Regions from separate parts of the Gossypium hirsutum genome. Here region 1 is linked to region 2. Evidence: chromatin contacts called from public Hi-C data. All regions are on one chromosome and are shown on one strand. The core of a region is the stretch at or near the end of the contact, and the rest is flanking DNA. Distances in the headings are between cores, read along the strand shown.

What was found. A called contact is a pair of places that touch in the nucleus more often than the background predicts.
Region 1: a contact with region 2 is called in a Hi-C map of fibers, with 2.4 times the contacts expected there. The contact joins two enhancer-like sites. A contact is called at or near these places in 13 of 34 Hi-C or Micro-C datasets (anther, callus, cotyledon and 4 more).

What each region holds. Positions count from the first base shown.
Region 1 is chrA11:27,309,814-27,315,834 of Gossypium_hirsutum_v2.1, forward strand. No RefSeq gene overlaps it. Among protein-coding and RNA genes, the nearest start is that of LOC121210719, 67 kb to the right of the region's middle. Within about 2 kb of position 1,923, at least 9 of the 9 cell types and tissues checked have an H3K27ac peak or open chromatin away from gene starts, as enhancers often do. A contact at or near this core is called in cotyledon, fibers, hypocotyl and 1 more, where this site is marked.
Region 2 is chrA11:27,266,104-27,271,463 of Gossypium_hirsutum_v2.1, forward strand. No RefSeq gene overlaps it. Among protein-coding and RNA genes, the nearest start is that of LOC107958417, 28 kb to the left of the region's middle. Within about 2 kb of position 1,773, at least 9 of the 9 cell types and tissues checked have an H3K27ac peak or open chromatin away from gene starts, as enhancers often do. A contact at or near this core is called in cotyledon, fibers, hypocotyl and 1 more, where this site is marked.

The DNA.
Region 1 (6,021 bases), core at 673-3,172, 44 kb after region 2:
TAATAAGGCATGAGGAATTTAAAATGTGATGGTGGTCAAACTTACATGGGATATCGAGTGTTGAGTCACTAGAGTGATAGATAATGGTTTAGGTTGAGGAGATGCGATGCAAGTGGAGTTAATAAATGACTAGGATGGATGGAGTTGTGATACAAGGGAATGTGAAGGAAAACAAAAAAGCAATAGCAATTTTTATTTATTTATAATATTTTATAAATTTTATTTTAGTTTTTTTATAATTTTTCTATATAATTTATTTATTTTTATAACAATTATAGAAAAATAAAAATTATTAAAAGTTTTAAAAACTATTAGAATTTATTAAAATACTATAAAAATTATGAACCTTATAGAAAATTTTAAAATTTTAAAAATTATTAGAAATTTATAATATATAGAATTTTCTAAAAAATAAAAAATATAAATTACTTATCATTTTATAAAATTTTAATAATTTTATTTTGTAACATTTCAATAATTTTTATTAATTTATTATTTAAAAAATTTAATATAATTTTCTATAACTTTTTTTTATAGTTTTATAAATTTCTATAATTTCTCTAATTTTTATAACTTTTATGCTAAAAAACGCTTCCAAATAGTTTTAAAAAAACTCAATTAACCTCTCTTAAGATAATTTAAAAAATGCAATGACATCTTGAATGACAAAGGTTGTGGATTCCTCTGTTGAGATCATTGGTGAGGAAGATGACGGTGGCCTACCTGATGATCTTTCTACTAAAAAGGTCCATCTTAAGGAGCAGCAGATGGCTTCAGACTTATCAATTATGGTTGATTTGGATCCTACACCGACAGTGACTTGGAAAGATAAGCTCTTGGGAGGGTCATCAACCAAGGGAGGGCTGACTGAAATACTAAAGTTGGGCAGGGAGTCTGATCTGGAATTTGTTGAGGGAGATATCAAGAAATTGGATATTAACAGAACTTCATCAATTGATTTTTTTGAAAATGTTAACCAGCTACTAGTTAAGGATATGGCTTTGACGGTCGTGATTAAGCTACTTGGCCAGAATATTGGATTTACGACTCTCCAAAACAGAATATCCAACTTGTGGAGACCTTGGATGCTTTTTCACCTAATAGACATTGAAAATAGATATTATTTAGTTAAATTCCAAAGCAAAGATGATTATGATAGAGTTTTGAACTAAGAAAATTGGATTGTTTTTGGCTAGTACCTAACGATCCAGCCTTGGTCAACGAACCTTGACCCTGCAAAACCATACCTGAGCTTGGTTAAGTTTTGGATTCGCCTCCCTGGTCTTCCGGGTCACTTGTATAACTGGAAAATTCTATTGGAGATTAGAGAATTGGTGGGGAAAGTTGTGGGGTTGGATTTTAATACTGATAATAGGGCTAGGGGTAGGTTCGCTCGGATGGTCGTGTTTGTCAATCTAGATAAATCCCTGATTTCTCAGATTCTGATCAATGGCATTCTCCAACACATTGAGTACGAATCTTTGTCGGTGGTGTGCTTTACTTGCGATCGGTACAACCATGGAAATGAGTTGTGTCCAACTGCTAAAATGGTTGTGGTGGAAGAGGGAGAGCAATCTGCTGGAGTTAGAATCGGAGAATCCGATGCGGCAATAGGGTCAACAAATAGGGAGGTTGATTCGGTGAACTATGGCCCTTGGGTGTTGGTGGAGAAGAAATCAAGGAAAATATCCAGGGAAGATCGGGGTTTTAGAGCCAGAAATTGGGGAATAGATCTAGTGGATCTCATTTCAAAGTCCTATCCATCAAGGGAAATGGTGAAAGCAAAGGGGCTGGGGAGAAAACTTAAGGGACAGAGGATAAAAGATTTGGATGAAGAAATATCTGGGATCATTAATAAGGGTAGGAAAGTTGGGCTGGAGCTAGGGTCCAATGGCTTTTTGGACAAAGGTAAAAATGGTGGGAAGTTGGACCGAAGTCTTTTTGGTGGACGAGTTTATAACAGCGTGGAAGGGGCTGTTCCATCAGCTAAAGCCCAAGTTAAAAAAACCCATCCAACTGAATGGTACCGGGAAAATAAGCTCTTCAAGTTCGGCGATGACCCAAAAAGAAAATAGAGATTTTTTGGATGGGATAGATTCTGATGGGTTGAATAATTTAGAGAAAGCCCATTTGAATTTAGGCCAAGGTACTCTTAATTCTATTTTAGATTGTGGGGGAGTTTTCGGTCAGGGGTTTCTACAAATGCGAATGGTAGGAACCCTTCTTCCGATGTTCCAAGTGTGAATTTTTCACACTATAATCTAACCTTTGAAGGACCTATTGAAATGGAGGTAGGGGTTAAAGATGGACTGCTTGATCTCGAAAAACATATTACGGTGGTTTCCAAAGAGAATCGAGACTCGATTCTTGTTGTTTCTATTGCTGGTAGTGTAACACCCTAACCCGTATTCGTCACTAGAGTAGGGTTACGGAGCATTACTGGAGTTTACGTTACAAAATAAAAATTTTAAAACATTCAATTCACTACATCAATCATAGCAAAATCAATCAATAACATACATATTGTCCATTATACGAGCCCTCGAGGCCCTAAAAACACATTAGAAACAAGTTGGGACTAAATCGAAAACATATAGAATTTTTCAAGAAAAAGTGAAAATTTTCAAAACTACAAAGGTCACACAGCCGTGTGGCCAGGCCGTGTGACTCACACAGTTGAGATGTAAAACCCCGAATTCTGGGTTAGAAGTTTTAAGGTTTGTGGCTATGGTCAATGAGTAGGTTGTGCTATTGTTTTTAGTTGTGCGTTGAAATGACAGAATGAGTTTGTTGGTCTGGTGGTTTGTTATGTGTTAATTTGCCTCTGGGTTCTAGGTTTGAGTCCTTGGGTTTGCGTTTTAAGTGATATGTTTTTATTTTATTAAATAGTAAACTGGTTTTAAGTTTTTAATTAATAACTAGTTTTATTATTAAGATTACTTTTATTTTTCTTTTTTTCTTTTTTTGATTACTGCTTGTTTTTCACGTTCTCCTCTCCCTTTCCCTCTCCCTGGTTTTTTTTCTCTTCTTTTTTTTTGGGAAAGGATTTTTGCTTACGGATTTTGGAGAGTTTGTTTTCCTTGTTGTCGAGTCAGTGTTGGGACATCATTAATCGCAAATCATGTGTGGGTTTCGAAACTCTTTTAATTTATATGCGAATGGTTGATTCAATTCTGTGGTATTCTGTAATTTCGCGTGTGATCTTAGACTCTTTCTTTTTGAATCAAATCGTCGATTTGCTTGTGTGAAATTTGACATAGTTGTGTGTTTTGGAAGTGACAAATCGAAGGGTCAATTTCTGTGAAACGGTTTGAATTTGGGTGCGTTTTTTGTACAGTTCTAAATTATTAAGGGCTGGGAGGTAGTTTCAGTAATGGACGCTTGTTCTACAACTTGTTTTAGGGTGGTTTTGTGACCACACGGGTGGCCACACAAGCGTGTGCCTCCACACGGGCGGTCCACACGGTCGTGTACAGTTAGGAATTAGGGTTTTTGAGCAAAATTTGGTGCCACATGGTTTGGTCACACGACCATGTGGTCGATTTAGGGATTTTTGTCAATCCACACGGCCGTGTCCCTTGGGCACACGGGCGTGTGTAACAACCCGATTTAGACCCTAATCAGAACGGTGGTTTCGGGACCACGAATCCGAGTCAGAAAAATATTTAAAAATTATTTTCTGTTTTTATTTGTGTGACTTTATATCTGTGAAATTTTCGTGATTTAATTTCGTCGTTTAGGTGTCCGATTAAATAAAAGGACTTAATTGCGTAAATTTAAAATTTGATGGTTTTAAGTATAAGGGTCAAATTGATGTTGGCTTATTGAATGAGAGACTTTAAGTTGTAAATAGGCCATTATTAAAATGGGTGGACGGTAATGGGCAATAAAATAATGTTTTACACTAAGGTTAAAAAAAATATAATAAAATAATGTTAAGTTATTATATATTATATAACATAAAAATAAATTAAGTTATGTTCATATATTATCATCCACCGAAACCATGAATAAGAAAGAAAAAGAAAAAGAACTAGGGTTTGGCCATCTTGCAAGCTAAATTAAAGGTTCGTTCTTTATCGGTTTTTGATAATTTCTACGTTTTTGAGATCGTTGCTTCGAGTACTACAAAACCCATGCTTGAATTTTTTATTTTGATGAATATTTTGAGTTGTGCCATTATTGATAGCTTGTGATTTTTGTTGTTTGATGATGAAAAATGAAAGATATGTTTTAGATTAACACATTTTGTATTGGAGTTTTTGATGATTTTGAGTAATTAGGACTTAATTGCAAAATAATAATTTGAGGGACTAAAATGTGAAATTGATAAAATATGTGGACTTGTATAAGCATGGGTACTAATCGACCTAACTTGGGTGTTGTGAAATTTTGTGTATTTTGTGTTTTGTACAATAGGGACTAAATTGTAAAAATTGTAAATGTTAGGGGTAAAATGGTAATTTTCCTATTTATGTGTTTTTAGACTAAATTGAATGAAAATATATTTGAATGAGCTTAATTTGAATATGTTTAGATCAAGAACTAAAAAAATTGGATTTGGATCGGGGAAAGAGAAAAGTTGTCGACTAGCTGTCCGATTCCGTCTTACGACGTCTGAGGTAAGTTTATAAACAAATAAACGAATTTAATTTTAGTTAAATGCTAGAGATACTTGCTGTTATCAAATGTGTGAATTTATAATTACTAAAGCCGAATGTGAAAATGATGGATTACTACATTTTCGAATTCGTCTCGACCGAGTTATGATGTCCGAAAGCCCTGTATGAACCTTAGGAATAGTTAGGATACATATGTCATGACATAGGATTCTAACATCTGTGTTTGAGTAAGACCATGGCATCGATATGTGATTTCGATATTTGTTTACAAGTAAGACCCTGTCTGGGATAGTGGCATCGATATGTGTGTGATAATTCGAGTGTCCTACTCAATTTCGAATGGTTCATCGGGCATGAATAAGTTGTGAATAAATATGAAATGTGAGCTTAACGGTCAGGTATGTAATAATCTATTATTTATAGAAACAAGGTAAGCAAGCTAAGTTATTTATGTTACAAGTTGTATATGAACTTATTAGTGAACATGTATGGGTATAATATATAATTTCAATTTGAAGATGAGTAACTTAAGTTTTATTAAAAAGGTTTTTAACTATGTATATATACATATGTGTAATTGTATATATTTGGCTACATAGGAAATTGTGTGTGTTAAATGTCATGTTATGTTTTCTTGAGTTTATTTGAATGTGTAAATGTGTATGTGATTTTATTTGATGTCTTGGTTTGAAAGTTGAATAATCCCGACTAAATAATTTAGGTGAACATTCGGCTATAATAATAATGGTGCATAGAATGTATTATTTTACTTCGTTTATAGACTTACGTTTGAGCATGGATAATGATAATATAATTCGGCTAGTTCAATCAATTTGCTTATATTACTAAGTTGTTTATTTGTTTTAAACTTACTAAGCTATGTTAGCTTACTTGTGTATATGATTTTTGGTTTTATAGATTTTGAAGCCAAGTTTCAAGCTCGGGGATTGTCAGCCAAGTTCATCACACTATCTACTGTTTTGGTACCTTATTAGCTAAACTTAAATTATGGCATGTATAGGCTGGATTATATTTTGAAAAAAAAATGATGAAGGTTGGTTATGTATAATGCCATGCGAAAATGGCTAAGTTATTATATAAGTATCCGATTATGTTAAGTAAGGTTTTAATTAATCTTGACTATTAAATTGCTTGCTTTGAATGCAAAGTATGTGAGGTGAGTGTCATATGCTTTGAAAGTAGCTTGCGTGTTATGTTAGGCTTGGTCTTATAAATCTTTAGTCCAATGTTTAATGAACTCGTTGATTAGTAATTGAAGTTGGATGTTTGGTTTTGCATGTGATTCTTAAACAGCAGGTTTCGGCCAAGAAAGAGTAAATGTATAATGCATGTTTAGTGTGTTTATTATTATGTGATAGTAAACTTTATATGCGGCAAT
Region 2 (5,360 bases), core at 523-3,022:
AGCTCCGACACCAGGTCTTTCTTTCGAGTATAAATGTTCCCATAGACCTTATTCCAGTTCTGTAACACCGCCATGAGTTGATCCAAATTCGAATCTACCTCAAGATCACTCCTCGAATGTGTGTTAAGAATGTACCTAAATTCTAAATGAAGTAGCCAACTTGCAAAAAATCTGAACGGTCGTTGACCACCACATTATTTTCTGATCTAAAAGCCACTAAGATCGGTCGTAAGATTTTAATCTCTGTAGATGTCGAACTGAATAGTTTGGTGCAAAATCCTTCCATTTCGAATTGCATAGAGCCTTATCCAAACGCTGAAACAAATTCCCTCTATTCCATGTGAATCAAGGCCCCCAAAACCCCATATCCTAGAGTCTATGATTGAAAACAACACCTTGAAATAAATCACAACCAAATACCACACGAGCTGCACCTTCTTTCCTGTTCGAACTATCCAAAATCGAATTAAAATCACTCGCTATAAGCCAAGGCTCATTAACAGATTCAACAATTAGGTCCAGAACCTTAGCTTGAGGACTCGCGTAAACTGCTGAACACATGAAACTAGTCGCTCCTTTCTTGCTACAAACTCTTATGTGGATCACTTGAGCATGTAGATGGATGGTTTCCATATGTATGTTATCATTCCATAAAAGTCAAATAACCCTAACAAAACCAATAGATTCAATTCGAAATGAATTTTGATATCCCAGTCTCCCAATTCTATCATCAGCTTTATTTCCACTGATCTGGGTTTCCACAAGACAAAATAAATCAATATTAAAATCTCGCATGTATTCCCTCACAAAATTATGAAACCTAGGATCACCAGTACGCATGCAATTCCAAAACATTAATCTTGTGTCCATAAAAAAATATAATGGTAACAAGTCAACGAAAAACAAATCAAATTAGCAGTTAACTTCTGCTTGCCCGCCCACGGTTTCAGCCAAATCCTCAACCACCATTGCTTCTTCACTAGCTTGTTGTCGTGCTTAATGTTATCAATAATCTCTCTCATGACTGTTCCGAGCTCTACCAAGGACTATTCTGAACCCCTGAACTCCATTTCTGCCGGTCTTGTTTGCGCCAACTCATCCACTAGTGTCGACCTCTGATCCATGCTTTCACTGACCATGCTTGACTCACCGAAGTTGAAGTTTACAGAATCGACCCCAAGCCCCGAAGTAGTCTGCCTTGCCTGAATAATTCTCACTGCTTTGTTCTTTTTACCATCTAAAAGGGCCTTGATTTGGACAGCCTGAAATCCAAATGGGTTCTCACCAGCCAATTCTAAAACCTTACCCATTTTTGCCCCATCATCCAAACCTTTTCGGCATTTCCCTAACAATAGCCCACCAGAGTTAGTAATGGGTTTCAAAACTTTAAGACTCACTTTTGGCCCACTTCTTCTTTGGTTTCACTTAGAGCAACAAAATGAATTGCATCACTTTGGACTTGCAACCATGTGGATATGAGTTTCGCATCTAAAAAATATAAGATTGTAAAGTACTATAAATAAATGTGATTTCTCTACTTTTAAATTATTCTAAAAATTGTCATTCTTTCATAAGATTATTTTCATTTTTTTTTTGCAGTAAAATATATTTGGTTGTGTGTAATTTGTTGAACTTAAATCCCTCTAAGTTTTTTTTGGAATTAAAACTTATAAATCTTTAGTATAATAATTTGCTCTCTTCTACTCCATACGCACAATAGATATAAAATCTGCTAGAATAGATGACTCTATACGCACAGCAGATATAAGATGTGCTAGAATAGATGATGACTAGAATAGATGATGATTGATGCGACCAAGAGCGAAGCTGGGGGGAGGGGGGAGCTGGCATGGCCCCGCCCCCCTAAAATGTAAATTTATTCTTTTAGTCTTTAAAATTTTTTTAAAAATTTTAAATTAGTAAATGTAAAATTACACTTTGGCCCCTCTTAAAATTATAAAAATTTGATTTAATCTTTTACAAATAATAAAAATATAAACTATAAAAAATTAAAATTTTATCTGACCCCCTCTAAATATTTATTCTGAATTTGCCCCGGATGCGACAAAACTAATTGGTTTGGATCTGGAGGGAAAAGCAAGTGTGGGTTGGTGATAGCTGAGACGCCAAGATGTTGGTCACCTATGTGTGAATATTGACATGGGCGATTTCAACCATAGTTTCGAAAAGGTTAAGAACATGATAATTTTTACATTTGATTGAAAATTGTTTTTCATTTGTTAATTGATGTTTGCTTTATTAGTAAGAGGTTGGTATTAAAGTTTCTTCAAAAGTATATATGAGTAGCCAAAGTTAATATCTTTTTAGAGTAATTATTATTACTAAAATTATATATTCATAATTTACTAAAATAATCTTAAATAAGAAATTAGAGAATGAATTTAAATTAATCAATTAATGCTGCAACTTTTTGTTTACTTGTATCTAAATTATAAATATATTTATTCTTTAAATTCCAAAAACTAATTTTAGTATCACTATAAAATCCATATATATTTCTATTGGTTTATAAGGATTGTTATATATTATATTCAATAGTATCGATGATATAAAAATTTGATTTAATTAAAATAATGAAAAATTATCATAGAATGATAGTATATATATATATATCCATTATAACTCTAAATCAAAATAAAAGTTGGTAACTATGGTTTTTCAATATATTGCTAATTATGACTTCAGCTTTTTAATACATTTTAATTAATATCTTTTTATTTATTCATTTATTTTAAACAATTTTATTATAAATTTTGATTATATTTATCTTTTTTAAAATAATTAATGTACTTCGACGCATTCAAATCTATGCCAATCGAATTAAGACTCAATCGATTAATTCTTATTATTAACAGTGATTTTTTTCTCAATTACCTACCAATATTTAATGCATTTTTTCATATTATCCATAATTATGACTTTTGCAATTGATTACTTATATTTATTGCAAATTTTTACTATTATATATAAATATAAATATAGATATAGATATATAGATTAATAATAAAAAAGTAAATATATATAATATTTTTTCACAAAATATTTAATTTGTGATTATTAAGTTATAAAATATTTTTTATATTATCTAAAATACTTCTATTAACTCTTAAAGTTGTTTTAAGAGTTGGTTTTATATAATATAAAGATTAATAAATTGCATGGGAAGTTTGCCGCATAGGCTGACCAATCATGTGGATTGGAATTAGAATTTTTAGGTCACAGGTTAATTTCGATTTAGGTCCTTCATAATTTGATAGTCTTATGCTTTAGTCCTCATTTGCTTCAATTTAATATTTTATAATTCAGTTTGATCTTAAATTCATTCAATTTATAATTCCTGGATTTTTTTTAAATTCAATTATGTTTATCTATCTATATATCTATATTTTTATGTTTGAATTGTTTTTCATATGGTTGTAATTAGTGATTAATTATTTTATTAAACTTTTAAATGTATTAATAAATTTATACACACATGAAACTTGTGCATCACACTGGAAAGAAAATTAGTTATCAAATATTTAAAAGTTAAAAATATAAATTATTTATAAGTTCTAAAACATTAAATTTTTAAAAAATAAAAAATAAAAATTAAAAAATATAAAATATATTTTAGATAGATGATTAAAAGTACAAAAAAAACATAGAATCTATAACGTTGTTTGATAAAATAAAAAATAGGGTTAAAATGAATGTTATAAATATTGAATTTATATTATAAACCTAATTTTATATTAGTAAAATTAAAAGTTAATTGCATTATACATCTCAAACTATAATTTTTATTCTAAATTGATCCCTAAACTTTAAAATATTTTAATTACATCTCTAAACTATCGAGATTATATCAATATGATCCTTCCATTACTAAAATCATCAATTTTACTGTTAAATGAGATATCAAATTTTATATGATATAGTTTAAAATGAAGAGTTAAAAGAAATAAATATTGAAAAATGGGTGTTGTAAAAATTTTAGTTTTAAGATTTTCGAAATTTTTGCAAAAGCTTTATTGTCCACTCTCTTTTTTGTTTTAGGATGTTTGGTGTAATTGACTCTAAAAGTAAATGTTAAATATAATAATGCATTTCCTAAATATAATTAATATGAGAGGGTGAGGAAGAACCTAGCAGTCACTAATGGCTGTTTGTTGCATGGGGGTGGTCAAGAGACAATTCTTCATGTTTTCCGTGACTTCTTTGCGACCAAGGTATGGAGACTGGTTATTTCACCACATTTGCTCTCCTATTTTTTTTTTATGTTGATTTGCTGAATTGGGTGATTGCAAATTTGAGTGGTGAATTTGGTGATAATAAATTTAATGTTCCAAAATTTGTTCTCTTGTGTTGGATGTTATGGAAGAATAGAAATTGTTTTATTTTTCAGCAAATCACAAGTAGCCCTAAGGAGATTATAGGGAGGGCAGATTGTTTTGTTGCTAATATTAGGGAGGCCATGACAAAAGGTGATTTAGTGAATGGGAGGCGTGAAGAGGGGTTCAAATGGAGTTCTCCGAGTCATGGTTGGGAAAAGATTAATGTTGATGGGTCCACAAGTATGGTTGATAATTGGTCGGCAGTTGGAGGAGTTATACAAGACTCATTGGCAAATTAGAAGGAAGGCTTCAGGAAACAATTGGGTAGATGTTCTATTTTCAACACTGAATTATGGGCTATTCTTTGTGGACTTGAGGTTGCTAGGCTAAGAAATTATAGGAAAGTCATCGTGCAAAGTGATTGTTTGGAGGCAGTGAAGTGTCTTATGGATAGATCTGGGGACAGTCATTTGATGACATTGGTACGAAAGATTATTGCAGTTAACAGGTGCTTTCAAATGGTGAAGTTCTAGTTCATTCCAATAGAGGGGAATATGGTTGCTGATTGGATAAATAAAACTTGTCCGAGAGGGCATTTTGAGCTCAAGATTATTGATTTTCCTATGTTTCAAGTTAAAAAACTATTATTAAAAGTGTAAACTCTAAATTATATAGATTTTTTATAGTTGTTTGTATCACCTTTTTAGTTAGAATTTATATTAATCGCGAGTATTTGGATATTTAATTGGGTGGTTTTTGTCATATTAAAACAGTGGGCATAATTTTAGTAAAGTATGCAATTTTATGAGTTTATGTATTAATTTTGCATAATTTAACTACCGTATGTTGCATGCTAATATTTGTGCTCAAATTGTTGTAGTGGGACCATGAATTAACAAGTATGGGAGCTAATTAATATCACATGGACACAAGTTAATTTTACTCCATGTGGATGACAAGCTCATTAAATTGGATTCACAAATCCAATTCAACCCAATTTGAAAGATAGTTGCTGAAAAGACT